Linked DNA regions of Mus musculus: regions 1, 3 and 4 are each linked to region 2. Evidence: chromatin contacts called from public Hi-C, Micro-C and promoter capture Hi-C data. All regions are on one chromosome and are shown on one strand. The core of a region is the stretch at or near the end of the contact, and the rest is flanking DNA. Distances in the headings are between cores, read along the strand shown.

What was found. Promoter capture Hi-C pulls out the DNA fragments that hold promoters and counts their contacts. A called contact is a pair of places that touch in the nucleus more often than the background predicts.
Region 1: a contact with region 2 is called in a Hi-C map of uterus, with 3 times the contacts expected there. The contact joins the enhancer-like site here to the promoter of Npr3 in region 2. A contact is called at or near these places in 8 of 39 promoter capture datasets (the 3T3-L1 cell line, cranial neural crest, embryonic stem cells and 3 more), 7 of 484 Hi-C or Micro-C datasets (the C2C12 cell line, embryonic stem cells, muscle stem cells and 3 more), 14 of 115 datasets of contacts at active chromatin or transcription factors (the NIH/3T3 cell line, craniofacial prominence, embryonic forebrain and 7 more) and 4 of 9 other capture datasets (adipose tissue, embryonic stem cells, liver and 1 more).
Region 3: a contact with region 2 is called in a promoter capture Hi-C map of second pharyngeal arch cranial neural crest, with 2.3 times the contacts expected there. The contact joins the enhancer-like site here to the promoter of Npr3 in region 2. A contact is called at or near these places in 13 of 39 promoter capture datasets (the 3T3-L1 cell line, 3T3-L1-derived adipocytes, cranial neural crest and 8 more), 1 of 15 datasets of contacts at CTCF or cohesin (the NIH/3T3 cell line), 6 of 484 Hi-C or Micro-C datasets (astrocytes, dorsal root ganglion neurons, embryonic fibroblasts and 2 more), 10 of 115 datasets of contacts at active chromatin or transcription factors (the NIH/3T3 cell line, craniofacial prominence, embryonic limb bud and 6 more) and 3 of 9 other capture datasets (adipose tissue, embryonic stem cells and pancreatic islet).
Region 4: a contact with region 2 is called in a Micro-C map of embryonic stem cells, with 3 times the contacts expected there. The contact joins the enhancer-like site here to the promoter of Npr3 in region 2. A contact is called at or near these places in 7 of 484 Hi-C or Micro-C datasets (bone marrow-derived macrophages and embryonic stem cells), 3 of 115 datasets of contacts at active chromatin or transcription factors (all in embryonic stem cells) and 2 of 9 other capture datasets (adipose tissue and liver).

What each region holds. Positions count from the first base shown.
Region 1 is chr15:11,695,055-11,698,504 of GRCm38.p6, forward strand. Gm41271 (a long non-coding RNA gene) reads right to left here. Exons shown (of 3, transcript XR_875039.1): 3 at 1,756-1,905. Among named protein-coding and RNA genes, the nearest start is that of Gm41271, 6.9 kb to the right of the region's middle. Within about 2 kb of position 1,892, at least 13 of the 459 cell types and tissues checked have an H3K27ac peak or open chromatin away from gene starts, as enhancers often do. A contact at or near this core is called in uterus, where this site is marked.
Region 2 is chr15:11,904,379-11,908,018 of GRCm38.p6, forward strand. Npr3 (natriuretic peptide receptor 3) reads right to left here and starts at 1,296. Exons shown (of 8, transcript NM_008728.2): 1 at 508-1,296. The coding sequence starts at 1,261. Gm5144 (predicted gene 5144) reads left to right here and starts at 2,147. Exons shown (of 2, transcript NR_131059.1): 1 at 2,147-2,610; 2 at 2,732-3,012.
Region 3 is chr15:11,772,955-11,776,183 of GRCm38.p6, forward strand. No RefSeq gene overlaps it. Among named protein-coding and RNA genes, the nearest start is that of Gm34501, 45 kb to the left of the region's middle. Within about 2 kb of position 1,962, at least 4 of the 459 cell types and tissues checked have an H3K27ac peak or open chromatin away from gene starts, as enhancers often do. A contact at or near this core is called in craniofacial prominence, embryonic limb bud and second pharyngeal arch cranial neural crest, where this site is marked.
Region 4 is chr15:12,035,375-12,038,905 of GRCm38.p6, forward strand. No RefSeq gene overlaps it. Among named protein-coding and RNA genes, the nearest start is that of Sub1, 41 kb to the left of the region's middle. Within about 2 kb of position 2,082, at least 67 of the 459 cell types and tissues checked have an H3K27ac peak or open chromatin away from gene starts, as enhancers often do. A contact at or near this core is called in embryonic stem cells, where this site is marked.

The DNA of each region.
Region 1 (3,450 bases), core at 642-3,141, 210 kb before region 2:
CCCCCAAATACTAAGGATTACAGACCACAAACACCATGCCTGCCTCAACAAATTAATTCTAGACAACCAGAATTTGAGATATTTATGTCACCCTTCCAACCCTTAAAAACTGACTGCCGAACACTAAGTATATTAGCACAGGTCAAAATTATTAAATTAACAACAGAATATAATTTTATCTGAGCTTTAGCTAAGGAAATAAAAACAAGTTCATGCGATCTTCAAGTTGGAAGGGAATGTAGTCTCTCGTCCTCCAAAATATCCAAGTTTTACAAAACTATATAAATAATAATGTTAAGAAATGTTTCCTACAAAAGCCTTTGGAGGTTCCACCTTGAATCCAGGGTCTCAGATTCAACCCCAAGCCTCTGACATTGAAAAATGCCAATTCCCACAGGGTAAAAGACACTAGGCAAAGTGTCCCAGTCTAGGGAGCTGGGGAGATGGCTCAGTGGTTAAAGTTCAAGTTTCACCTCGAACCTTCACATGCTCACGAGTTTATGTACACACATACACAGTTTTATCTTTTAATTACTATTGTAAGCATTTGAATGTTTTGACTGCGTGTGTGTCTGTGCACCCCTTGCAGGCTTGGTGCCCGTGGAAGCTGGAGGATCTTTGATCCTCTGGAACTGGAATAGCAGGAGCCTGCGAGCTGCCATACAGATACGAGGAGTTGAATCTGGGTCCTCTGGAAGAGCAGCCAGTGTTCTTAACTGCTGAGCCCTCTCATCACCCCTTAACCTATACTTGTTTAAACACCCTCAAGAGATTTCACTCAGTCCTCTGTGCTTTTGATAAAAGGTTATTTTGCTTTGTTTTCATACTATCTCCTTTAACTTTAAAATCGGAATACCTCACTAGCATGAATTAGGAATTTTTAAAAAAATTTTATTGATTATATTGGTCCATGTCCCCACTGCTAAGAGCCAAACATAAGACACAATGCTCATAGATACCATTGGTAGCCATCCAAAATGATTGTAGATGCAACAGTCCCTGCATGCGTTAGTCACATTTGTCTAGTTCTAACCAACACTTCTGAGAGAACAGCTTAAAAGAGGAAAAATCATTTAGTCCACGATGCTTCTTTATTATCCTACAGTGCATACACAACCACACAGGTTATAAAGAGCTGCCAACCAGCGGCAGGGCAACTTTCCCTGCTGCTGTTTAAGTGCTTCGGGCTCTGCTGACTACATATGGGCAGCCTAATGCATTTGCAGCACTTGGTACATTGTAACAGCCACATGCATTTGTTGTTCAACTCTGTGTGTGTGTGTGTGTGTGTGTGTGTGTGTGTGTGTGTAAGGGAGAGAGGGAGAAAGAAAGAGAGAGAGAGAGAAAATATAGAGTCAGAGAGACAGAGAGAGAAGAAAAGAAGAAAAAAAGCAAGATTAGGTCTTTGTAGCTCAGTTAACTGTAAGATTCTTTGCTACAGCCTGTCTAACCTACTTGGCAAACTCCAGATCACTGAGAGACCATGTCTTAAGAAAAAAAGAAATGTAAAGGAAGAAAGAACAAAGGAAAGGAAAAATAGACAATCCTAAGGAATGACACATCGGAGGTTGTCCTCTGTATGCAAATACGCATATGCCCCCATACACACACATGCACACATGCACACCCATGCATGAGTGCACACACAAACACACACACACACACACAGAGACATGCATAAAATAAAAGGAAAATTGACTCACTTTAAGGGAACCATTTGGGATAAATCTTGCTTTTTATTGGGCCTTTACCTTTGCCTTTAGAAATAGAATCCAACATGTTTTGTCAGAACAAGTTCACACATCAGCTACTCAGCACACCGCAGGAGAGCAGACACTCTCAAGAGAAAGTAGTCACTCAAAGGAGGGCCTGTTGCTCGTCTGCATGCTTCTCTCACCATAGATACTTAAGGAAACAAAAACAAAAATAAAAAGCAATCACCACAAGCTATCACAGCACAGTTTGCTGAGTCACTGGGCTGAGATAATTTTTTTGCCTTGTTTATTTCCAGAGGTCTGTTGTTTTTTAATAGGGCCATTCCCTTTTGAGTCTAAGCTGGAGATTTTTTTTTTTTTTTTTTTTTTTGCTCACTGATACATTCAAAGCTTTGGCTCTGTTGAAATGTAGTTTGCTGTCAGAGACACAGAGAGCCTGACAAAGAGCACACAACTTAAAGGAACTGAGACACCCATCATAGACACACACACACAAAGGAAGCACGTACTGAAGATATCACAAAGGAGTTTGAAACTCGAGATCAAAGCACTAGTATCCCCCAGTGAGACGCTGTTTGATTTGGGCTCATCACTAAATATTTCTAATCTTCAGTTCTCCCACCTGGGAAATAAAATGAAAATGGATGTCCTTGCATCATTGTTAGTCATTGTCAAGAGGCAGCAGTGAGATCATGTCTGGGAAAACACTGAAATTATCAATTGCTTTTTTGGCTAAAGAAGGATGTGTTCCCTCTGGAATCATCCCAGAGCTCTTAAAATGCTAAGGTACCGAAGAACTCAAATCAGCCTTCTGCTTGGTCCTCGGAGACTTGAGTTTTCTGCAAGCAACTCAAAAAAATTAGCACTTGCACTGAAAATGAAATCTAATTTTAAGAAATACCAGAATTTATTAGGTTGTTGGTAGCCAGGGGTGTTTCCTCTTTCAAAATAACTATAACACAAGCAGCATCTACTCCTAGAAGTCACTCCAGTGTCCCAGACGCAAAGTCCACAGCTTTTTCGTTTCCTGAGTTTGTTACAGTTTGATCAATTGATTTAGATGTTGTCCTTCTCAATCTTCCTGCACATTGTCTGTCTGGTCCAAATCACAGGCTCCTATTCACTTCTCTCCCTTCAGGCTGGGCCTTCCGAGCCCCAGCAATTCATTAAGCAGAGCTACTGCAGCCTCATAACAACATAATGAGTGATGCTTTGAAAGCTAGATATTGCCATATGGTTAGAATCATAAAATCACATCAACACTGACCTCAGAAATTATATTCTTTATTGATTTATGATATTTTAATTGTATGCATCTCATATACAGTCAAATATCTATTAAAAGACCACTTGTGAAATAGAATCTGTCTAGGCAGCTAGGGCAGGGGTAGGAGCTATAGTCCTCATTCATTATACTGCTCGTTTCTTCAGTAGAGTCCGAGATTCCTGTGGGACATCTGAAAATCACTCACAGTGATCTAGCCTCCCATGCAGGGCTTCAGTCTCATCCGGATGACCTGCCATTGTGGTGGTGGGTCAGCCTTTCAGCATGTCCCATGATGCTCAATCTCCCGAAGGCCATCTTTGTGAGGAGAAGCTAAGCTGTTGACTTAGAAAGTTTACTTCTTTATCTTTTGACGAGCTCCTTATAAACTCTCTTTGTTGATTCTAAAACCTAACCAGAATAGTCCCTGCTCCACATTAGCATTTAAATCAGTCACACTGCCCTGAAAAC
Region 2 (3,640 bases), core at 46-2,545:
AAGAGACCTAGGGTCAGTGGAAAGAGCAGCCAGGGGAGCCAGGAGATGCGTCCCAACCCCCAGCTAGTCAAGAAGCTGCGAGACTGCTGGGGCGTCCCCAGACGCTGTGGCCCTGCCAGGGGGCGCGCGACTGCAATGGACAGAGTAGGGAATTCCTGGAACTCACGGGACTCCGGAGCTGTCGAAGAGGGGGAAAACCCTTGGTGTTTAGCCACACCTGTCATACCTGGGATGGCGCTAGCAAGCGGCTCAGACGTTCCCTCGACTGGCCAGATCCACCTCCCCGAGACTGTGTAGGCACACCCCTTCCACCGCGATGGGCTATCCTCCACCCGTCCCTGGATCAGGCAGCTCACACTTGGACAAGCCCCCGCGCGACCTCCACGGGTCCTTGGGTTACGGGGAAGGGTGGGGTCTGCAGAAGATTGACTTGGTGGGGTTTGGGGGAGAGCCACTGAGAACCGCTGAGTCAGAGCCAAGGACCCCCCTGGTCCCGCTCCCGCTCACCTCGCTCGCTGCCTTGGATGTAGCGCACTATGTCGTCCAGGTCCAAGTCTTTGGTCTCGTCGAAATTGTAGGCAGACGTGTGCAACCCCTCCTCCTGAAAAACCTCGTGGACCCCCTCGAGGGTGAAATAACAGTTCCTCTCGAGTTTGTCGTCGCTGTAGACCAGGGCTGCACGGCTCCAGTGGTGGTGGCGAAACAGAGCGAGCATCATCTCTCCCATCTTGGCGTAGGCAGGCGCCACGCGCGTGAGGTGCGAGTATTCCGTGTCCTTGTGCTGGAAACCGGCGGCCAGCGCTCCTGCGGACAGCATCGGCAGGTCCCAGTGAGACGCCAGCCGAGCCACCGGCGCCGCCGCGTACTCGCACACGGGCCCCAGGATGAGATCCGGCTTGGCGCCGCGCGCCGCCGCCACGCGGTCCACAAGACTGAAGAGCGCGCGGTTGCCGCAGTCCGAGTCTTCGTAGGCCACCTGGAAGCGAGTGCCTGGCGGCAGCAGCTTCCTCCCGGTGCCATTGCCCTCCACGCTACGCAGCGCGTACTCGATGGCCGGCCTCACCCGGGCCAGCGAGAACAAGTACGAATCGTCCCGGGGCAATAGAACAAGCACCTCGATCTTTTGAGCCGCCAGCGCCTCTCTCGCCCGGCGCCTGCTGCCTGGCCGGGTGTCCCCGGCGCCGCTGCTCGCGCCGCCAGCCAGCAGCACCCGGGCCAGCAGCACGCACGCCGAGAAAGTGAACAGCAGCAAGGACCGCATCGTGTTGCCAGCAAGCGCTCGCCCTGGCCGCCGGCTCGCCCTCTGCCCCCCACCCACCCTGCCCTTTTCCTCCCAGCTCTTTTCTTTCCTCTGTCCCTGCGCCCCCTTGGGCGCTCCAAGAAAACAGAATACCCCCTTCAGTAACTCGCCAAAAGATAGGAAGATTCCTCTACAATGTCCCTAGGTTTAAAAAATAAAAAAAAAAATTTTAAAGCAAAGAAAGAAAGAAAAAAGTTCACAGAATGTAAACCTGTGCGTCTGTAATATACATATAGACTTATTATCAATATATATATTCTCCCTCCCTTTGCACATAGGCTATTTGGCTTAGAGGTGGCTTCTTATTTGGGCGTTGCTAAGGTTGCGTTTGAAGGCCTTATTTGTAAAAGAAAAAAAAAAGTTAAACTTGTCCAAGTGCTTGTAATTGACGGTGCACCTCCTTCGCGTTTGATCCCATTGATTCGCGCGGCTTTCTGGATCCATAGCCGGGGTTTAAATAGCGTGGCAGCGGCGCAGCGCGTTACCACACATGGCGCGCCGAGGCCGGGCTTGTCTCTGCAACGGGTGGGGTGGGTGGGGGTGGGGCGGGGTGGGGGCTGGGCTGGGGGAGCCTCTCATTAACATTCTTACATCAGGGCTCCTCCCCGCACCCCTGGCCTACTCGCGGTTGCCGGGTCCCTAAGCCCCACTAGTTGCCGGTGCTCAGATTTGGCCCAAAGCCGCAACCGCCCACGTCTACACCCGCGGGAGACCTCGCGGCACAGCGTTACTCTAAGGTCCCCGCCTCTCCCTGGCTCCGCTTTCTCCAACCCCAGGATTAAAAAAAAAAAAAAAAAAAAAAGTGTATATATGTTTGAAAGAAATGAGTGCGCGCACATACACAAAGCACACACTCATACACACACACTGCAAAAACGAAGGGGAAATGTTTCTCCAAATTGGTGGCTTCCTTGCAAAACTCCATAGACTCTCACCTCTTTTCTTGATCTGGCCACGTTCTGTCTGGGTGCGCCCAGTCCTGTCCCGCACCTGACCTTTCTGGTCCCTGGAGCAAGGTCGGGGAACAAGGAACAAGGTCCTGGTGCAGGAAAATTCATTTGCAGAGCTGGTAAGCCCATCTGGCCTGCACGGTGTCGCACCGCTCCTTCCCCCACCCGGCGTGGGTGCCCTCCTCCCTCTGGGCTGCTGGGACACGCTAGAATCACAGTGGGCGCAGCGTCACCGTGTCCCAGTGCGCAGCCCCTCCGCGGGGTCACTGAGACCAGAAAAGCGAAACTTGTTGCTTCCGATGTTGGATAAATGATTCCGCTCCAGGAAGTGTCGCGGAGCTTGAAAAGCATCACCCTAAGGTACTATTTGCTAAACCAGGCAACTAAAAGGGACTCCCGCTTCCCGGCCCCCCAGATCTTCCCCCAGAGAATCTTTAAGTACCTAAAAAGCAGTCTGCCAACCCCAGCGCTTCTGTTCCAGGATGCCCGATAGTCTAGGATGCCCAGAAAGGTCCTGCCCGGTAGACCCAGTCTTTCCACTGGTCACAGCTACCACAGCGATGCAGACGGAGTGGAAAGGATTGTGGAGAAGTCTCAGACCAGAGAGGCGCGTCTCTGAACCGAGCAGCTGCGCAGGTCCAGAGGGCCCTGCACCCTCTTTTCGTGGTCACGCAGCAAAGACATTTACGGCGAGAACAGGCTGTATTACACAAGGTAGTTCTGACACCAAAGTCTTGCAAATTAAAGTTAATTTAAAATGTTTCTAAATGTTCTTTCATTTGGCTGGGCGTCAGTGTGTGCTCCAATCTTAACTTAAACTTACGCCCTCTTTCGGCAGGATCTTGAACGCGATTCTTCACCCGCTGCCCCAGGCTGCTGCTGTTAAGTCATAGTTATTTCTTCTTCTTTTCTTCTTCTTCTTCTTCTTCTTCTTCTTCTTCTTCTTCTTCTTCTTCTTCTTCTTCTTCTTCTTCTTCTTCTTCTTCTTCTTCTTCTTCTTCTTCTTTTTCTTTCTTCTCTTCTCTTCTCCTTCTCCTCCTTCCTTTTCTCCTTCTCCTTCTCCTTCTCCTTCTCCTTCTCTTCTTTTTTTTTAATAGTTACGAGCCCCCTAAAATGTCCTTGCTCTCATTTGTGACTATGAAGTGATAAATCGAGGTGTTCGAGGACATGGCAAATCCAGGCATCAGTGACTAACAGCCCTCTCTCCATCACCCTCTCTAGCAGTGGAAAAAAAAAAAAAAAAAAACTGCAATCGAAGGTAACTTCATACCGGGTGCCGGTTAGATTTCAGTTGGACAGTGATCCCTAAGCCTTCGCTGTAAGTAGGGGCTTCTAAATCCTAGGTGAGCTTTTGTTTATTTAATTAGAACTGCTAACCAGTTCTAAGAGA
Region 3 (3,229 bases), core at 712-3,211, 130 kb before region 2:
TGTTGAAAGTACCTGTTTTTTACATCCATGAGGGCATTTTGGTGGTTATAGCCTCCATAGCACTCTGGTCAGCCCTTTCTGAGTTCATTTATTGAACGAACATTTCTTAGATGCTTCCTGCATCCTGGGGATACACTGGTGAAGTAGATAACCAAAATCCTTAGTCAAATGAGCATAGTGCAGTGAAGAAAAACAACTCGGAAAGAGACAAATAAATATGGAAATATTATATGATTGCACATTCTAGCCTAAAAACGGAAGATATGGTAGAGCATATTTCTAGATAAGCAAGGCCCCAAACTCCACAAGATAAGAAAAGGAATGGAGGGAGAGGAGGAAGGAAGGAGCAGAGAGGGAAAACTTAAATGCAACAGCTACATAGGTAGGAAATAGCTAGGAACTGTGGCTTATTTGGACTGATGAGTTGAGTAAGTTGTCTCTAAGATTATGGCCAAATACTGTGTGAGTAGAAGGCACATGAAATACTGTGTGAGTTGCAGGCACATGTTTGAGGAGAAGGCGAGCATCCCAGGCACAATGAACAGTAAATGCAAGATCGTCTGAGGAAGTACAAGCTTGGTTCACACTAAGAACAGAAAATATCCAAAAGGTGAAGAAACTTGTCAAGAGCAAGAAAAAGTGAAGTCATATAAGCACACAGAAGCCAAAGGTCATGTGCACTATCAAACAGGGCAACTAGATTGTATCTTATCCTAAGGTGGACTGGAAAATATTCCAAGGTCCTTCGCCTTATGATAAATGTTTTCCTCTTCTCATCTTTTATTATTATCTGCTTTCTTGCAGTAGAGTTTGTGTTGGGATCTTTTTGCCCCTTTCTTACAACACAGGATATATTCCCCATCCCCTGGAAGATAGAGTAGGTAATTTGACTCCATATTCAAAAGATTTGAATAGATTGACCTGCACAGAAGTCTTTGTCAAGACAAGACCCTAAACTCTCTCTTCTTCCTTTATGGCAGCCAAGGTTGCATACCCGAATGTTCCTCAGCTGGAAAAATGCTGAAGCCTTCTTCAGACTTGGCTCTTAAGTACAAAGCAGGCTCAAGAAACAAAATGATGTGCCTCAGTCACTGAGATATTGGGCTTGTTAACGGAGCACACCCTTTTGACTCTGATTAATATACCTCCAAAATGTTCTCTGGTGAAAAATAAGCTCTAAACCGACTCACTGCCAATCCCTAGAAATCAATTTTATAGACCCCGATGATTACTCCTACGATATAAATCCAATCAATATTCTTTCAGATCTTTGGTTTCTCTAAACATTTTTTTAATTCTCATTTCTCTTCCCAGACTCAGTCCCTAGCAGATATGAATCATTGTCAGCCCTTGCTAATAAATCAAAAAACCTAACATAACGTTCATGTGTTCTTATTCAGAAAGAGAAATACAACTCATTGTTTTCATTTTAAAGGTGGAGAGATGTCTTGCTCACAAGGAGCTGTCTTACAGTCTGGGAGAAGGATTTCACAAAGGAGACTAAGGCATGGAGATGCCAACACTACTTCTATACTCAAAACAATACCTAACACCCAAGGGAAGAACCGAACTCTTTTATCCTTTCTACTTCCCTTCTCAAATCCATAGACAAGGATACACATGTAATTTTTGCTAACACCCTTTAAGTTCATTACATTCATCCTATTTGTTTACAAATCCCCATCAATAAAGAAATCTTCTCCATCTACATTCTAATGGGATGCTTTGGCCAGGAGTAGATTGTCAATGGGACTTCTACACAAGACAAATAAGCTTAGGGGAAAAAAAAACTTAATTTCTTTCAAATGTTCTTCTTGGATCATGCTATTTCTTCCAGGCACAGCATTCTTTAAGCCATTTCCAATTCCTCTGATCAAACAGGCTCACTAATACCTGGGGCTTGGGCTCCTCCAAAAGATCTGCTTTACTAACCATCTGTTAAAGCTCCTCGGACATTTCTACTTAGTGAGACTCACGTGTCATCTGGAATGCATTTGCACCCTCTGAACCGTGTCTGAGACGTCTTATTGGATCAGCTTACCTCAATCACACATGATATTTTCAAACGTATTTTCTTTTCTACTTTTTTTTTGGAGAAATCAAAGTCTCACATTGTATCAGAACTATTTAAAAAGTTATGTATCTATAAAACAGACATAAAACGAGAGCCTTATTTTGAATTTAGCATCCTAAGCCTGAAGGATGCTGAAGGGATGTTAAGTAACCAAGAAAAACATCCATCACTAAAATGTTCAGGTAGAAATTTTTTTTCTGTTTTTTATTAGATATTTTCTTCATTTACATTTCAAATGCTATCCCCAAAGCTACCTATACCCTCTTCCCCTGCTGTTCACCTAACTAAGAACCACTCACAAATATCAAGATTATGAGCAGCTTCTGGTGTTCCCATTAACTGTGTGTTTATAGGAAAATGTATCCACATCATTTACTTTCATTGGAAAAAATATATTGTAATGGTCTTTGTCTATGATTGTCCTAAGAAAGGAGCCATGATTGGCTACCATGGTCTCTATTTAAATCAGTTAGCTCTTCTGTATGCCACTGCCAAAAAGTAGGAACACTGACTCCTCATTTATCACGTAAAAAACAATATATGTCCATGTACAACACAAGTATTTTGCACATTTACTATCGTTCCTAATATTGAATTGTACTGAGAGTATGAGTTCGTAGAATAAACACAATAGATAAATCTTTCAAAATCCTGTGTTCCTTCTTGAGGAATGAAGGGAATGTGGTGAATGCTTTCATGGATCACCCAGACTGTGTACCTTCATATCTTAGTATAAAGAACGCTCATGGGAGATGCATCATTTAATTCTCAGAACTCTGTGAAGCAGATTTTGGTTTTCCCATTTAGCAAATCTCAAGCTTACAATAACACAGTGACCTCCATAGGTAAGAGACACTTACCTAAAGCAGGAAGTTCACCACTAGAGCCTGAATCCAGATTCTAAGATTTTTCTCTTTGTATTTACCACTTCCCAAAGCCTGGGTGAACAAAGATGGCCACAAGTAACTTCAGAAAAAATATTCTCTTAAAATATTAAAGGAAGGAAATGCAGAGTAGAGATGTTTCTAACCATTCATCTATATAAATTCTTAACACTGTAAATGTCATGGTAGTCAGAAAACTTTTTACTGACAACTCTCATCAACAGCTACAAGCATATTTTATGTGCAATATTTGGTGTGTGTGTGTGTGTGT
Region 4 (3,531 bases), core at 832-3,331, 130 kb after region 2:
GGATCTTGAGATGAGGAGCTTATTCTGAGCCATTTGTAAGATCTAAACTATAATCACAAGTGTCCTTCTGAGAAGGAGTCACATTTGACTTAGGAGATGATGGAAGCAAGAAGCCAGGATGGTTTGAGGAGGAGTCACAGACAAGGCAGTTGGATTCCAAAAGCTAACACAGCAAAGAGCTGTAAATCCCAGCCTTGCCAGCTGAGTCTACCCCAGGAGGTGTCAGAAATCAGAAGACAAGCTTGTATTATTTATTGTGGTGGTTTGAATGGGGATGTTTGAATGCTTGGTCCCCAGTTAGTGGAAGCGTTTGGGAAGGATTAGGGGGTGTGGCCTTGTTGGAAGAGGTGTTCTCACTGGGGTGAATGCCAGGCCCGGTCTCTCTCTCTCTCTCTCTCTCTCTCTCTCTCTCTCTCTCTCTCTCTCTCTCTCCCTCCCTCCCTCCCTCCCTCCCTCCCTCCCTCCCTCCCTCCCTCCCTCCCTCTGATGGAGAGAGCAGAGAACAACTCTAGGGAGTGACCATTTGATTGCTATCTTTACGGGATCCCTAATGGAAGTCTGGTCTTCAGGCCAGCAGAAGGTCCCTGTGCCAGACGTCTCACTAATTCTGAAAGTTTTTCTATGACTTTCTTGAGGAACTTGTGCTTACTCCTTGCCTTGAGTGCGCACTTCAGCTCTTCTCTTAGTAAACTCAACATTTCCCTTTACTTAATGACTCCCAGAACTTAGGGGGCAGAAGCGCTAGATTTCTGTGAGTTCTAAGGCCAGCCTGTTCTACAGAGTGAGTTCCAGAACAGCCGGGGCTACACAGAGAAACCCTGTCTCAAAAAAAAAAAAAACAAAAAAAACCAAAACCAAAACCAAAACCAAAACCAAAACCAAAACCAAAACCAAAAACCAAAAACCAAAAAACAAAACAAACAAACAACAAAAAACATCCTTCTTAGCTCTCTGTGGTAGTGCACAGCTTTAACCCTAGCACTCTGGAGGCAGAGACAAGCAGATCTCTGTGAGTTTTAGGACAGCCAGAGCTACACAGAGAAACCCTGTCTCAAACAAACAAACAAACAACCCCCCCCAAAAAAACAAAAAAACAGAAACAAAAAAAAATAAAATAAAACAGCTCCCTTCTTTACTTAGTAGCCACAAGTTTGCTTCATCCTGACTTGTAGCTTTGTTTCTGCTGCTGAGATTAAAATACCCTGACAAATTGAGACTGGGGGGGGGGGGGGCAAGTATGTTCTTTAGCTCACCGTTCAGGTCACAGCCCACCCTTACGGTGAAGACACCGCTGCAGGAGCTTGAGACAACTGGCTGGCCACATCTCAGGCAGGCAGGCAGAGAGAAACGAATGCACACATGTTCAGCTTCCTAGTGCTCAAGGAGATTTCTCTGCTCCTCCACAGTTCAGGGCCACCCCCACCCCCTCCACACCCACCACCTCTACTCCTCCACCCTCACCTAGGACATAGTGCTACTCACAATCCCCACAGACATGGCCACAGGCCAACTCAGTGTGGGCAGTGCCTTGCTGAGATGCCTTTACCAAATGATTATAGACTGTGGCAATTGGACAGTTAAAGCTAAGGATCTCACAGACTCAGTCGGGATTCTTTCCTGAAGCATAAGCCAAGATCCGATCCAGCAACGCCTGGGTGACAACAGTGAGCTCCGTCTCCCACTGCTACTTTGGGGTCTAATCTGGGACCCTCTGAAGCTTTGTTGACTGGTGCAATTGGCCTTCTGGATCCAACCAAGTAAGATAAAAGGACTAAGAAGCTCGGTGATGTTTTGAATCTTGTCCTCTCAGGTCAGCTAAAGCCCAGAGGACAACCAGCCTCTCTAGGATGGTGCTACAGCTCTCGTAAATTAAGGAAATCCGAGGAAAGGTACCCCAGTGGCTAGAGGCTGATGCAACACGGGACTGCACGACAGTAAGACACCATGTGACCACTCAAACTCAAACAGTGAAGACACAGGAGAGCTCCAAACCTGCTGGGACCAGCAAGGCTGTGACAGTGTTAACTGTCCTTTGTTTCACTATAAAGGCTTCCCTGCACCAGGAGTTGAGCAATATGCAAGCTTGTTCAGAAAACCTGGGGAGGTCGGTGCAGGAATGGAAGCAGAAGCCACGGAGGAACACTGCCCCCTGGCTTACTCGGGTAACTTGTTTAGCTTACTTTGTGATACAACCAAGAACCTCCAGTCCAGGTACAGTACCACTCCTGATGGGTTTCCTCCTCCCTCTCCCCCTTCAGGTAAGATCATTCAGGTTAGAGCATAGAGGAGGAGCGAACCCATTCTTGGAATTTTCCCCACTTTTTCCTACGTTAATTCACGAATGATCCTCCCCTCAGTTAAAATGAGTTCATAAAGTGGGCCGTCCGAGATCCAGCTCACTTCTTAAGAGCACATGCCTGCTTCTTGCATTTCATGTATGCTACCATTAATTGTCTTAATAAAATTCCACGTTTCTATTGGCTTAATCAGCTTCTTCTCCACTTAATACCGCCTGGCTTTTGGCAGGGAGGTAAGACAGCATCTGAGTCTGTAGCTCAGGCTAGCTTAAAACTCACTGTGTAGCCTAGGCTCACCCCAGACTTGTAGCTATCCTCCTGCCTCAGCTTCCCACATACTGGGACTTCAGATGTGAGCCATGATACCTGACAGTAGCCCAACTCTGCAACAGCAAAAATAGCTGGTAGAGCAGCTGTTCAGAAGCCAATGGTGTGGTTATCTGGGTTTGATTCTCTCTCTCTCTCTCTCTCTCTCTCTCTCTCTCTCTCTCTCTCTCTCTCTCTCTCTTTCTGTTGTTTTTGTTGTTTGTTTGTTTGTCGAGACAGGGTTTCTCTGTGTAGCCCTGACTGTCCTGAAACTCACTCTGTAGGCCAGGCTGGCCTCAAACTCGGAAATCCGCCTGCCTCTGCCACTCAAGCGCTAGGATTAAAGACATGTGCCACCAGCCTGCTTCTCAGGGAAGCTGGGAGTCTTTATGGCAAGGAGCCCAGTTAGAAATGTAAAGCAACAAAACAAGAGAGAGGTTGGGGGCGGAGCCAGCAGGGGCGGAGCCAGCAGGGGGCGGAGCCAGCAGGGTCAAAGCAAGAGGGAGAAGGGAAGCGGGAAAGAGGGGGGAGGGGCGGTTGGGCATGGTGGGACATGCTTGTAAATCCAGTGCTTAAAGGACTGAAGCAGGAGGATTCTGAGTTCAAGAACAGCCTGGGCTGTACAGTGAGACCCTGACTCCAAAATAAAAATAACAGCAAAAATAAATAAAACAGCAGGGGAGCGGATAGTGAGACAGCGAGTGTGCCTAGGACAGGGTGTATATATAATCATCAAAGTTAAAATCAGGGCAGCCCTGGCAGCCAAGCACAGCGGTCCAATGAGTCCTGCTGATGGAGCTGAATTCATGACGCACCTTCGCCTGGTCTCCTGCCATGTTTCCGTTGAAGATTTATGTTTCCGTTGTTGTTGTTGTTGTTGTTGTTGTTAATAATTGGTGTGCAGGGGTAGCAGTAGCGCCTGCAATAT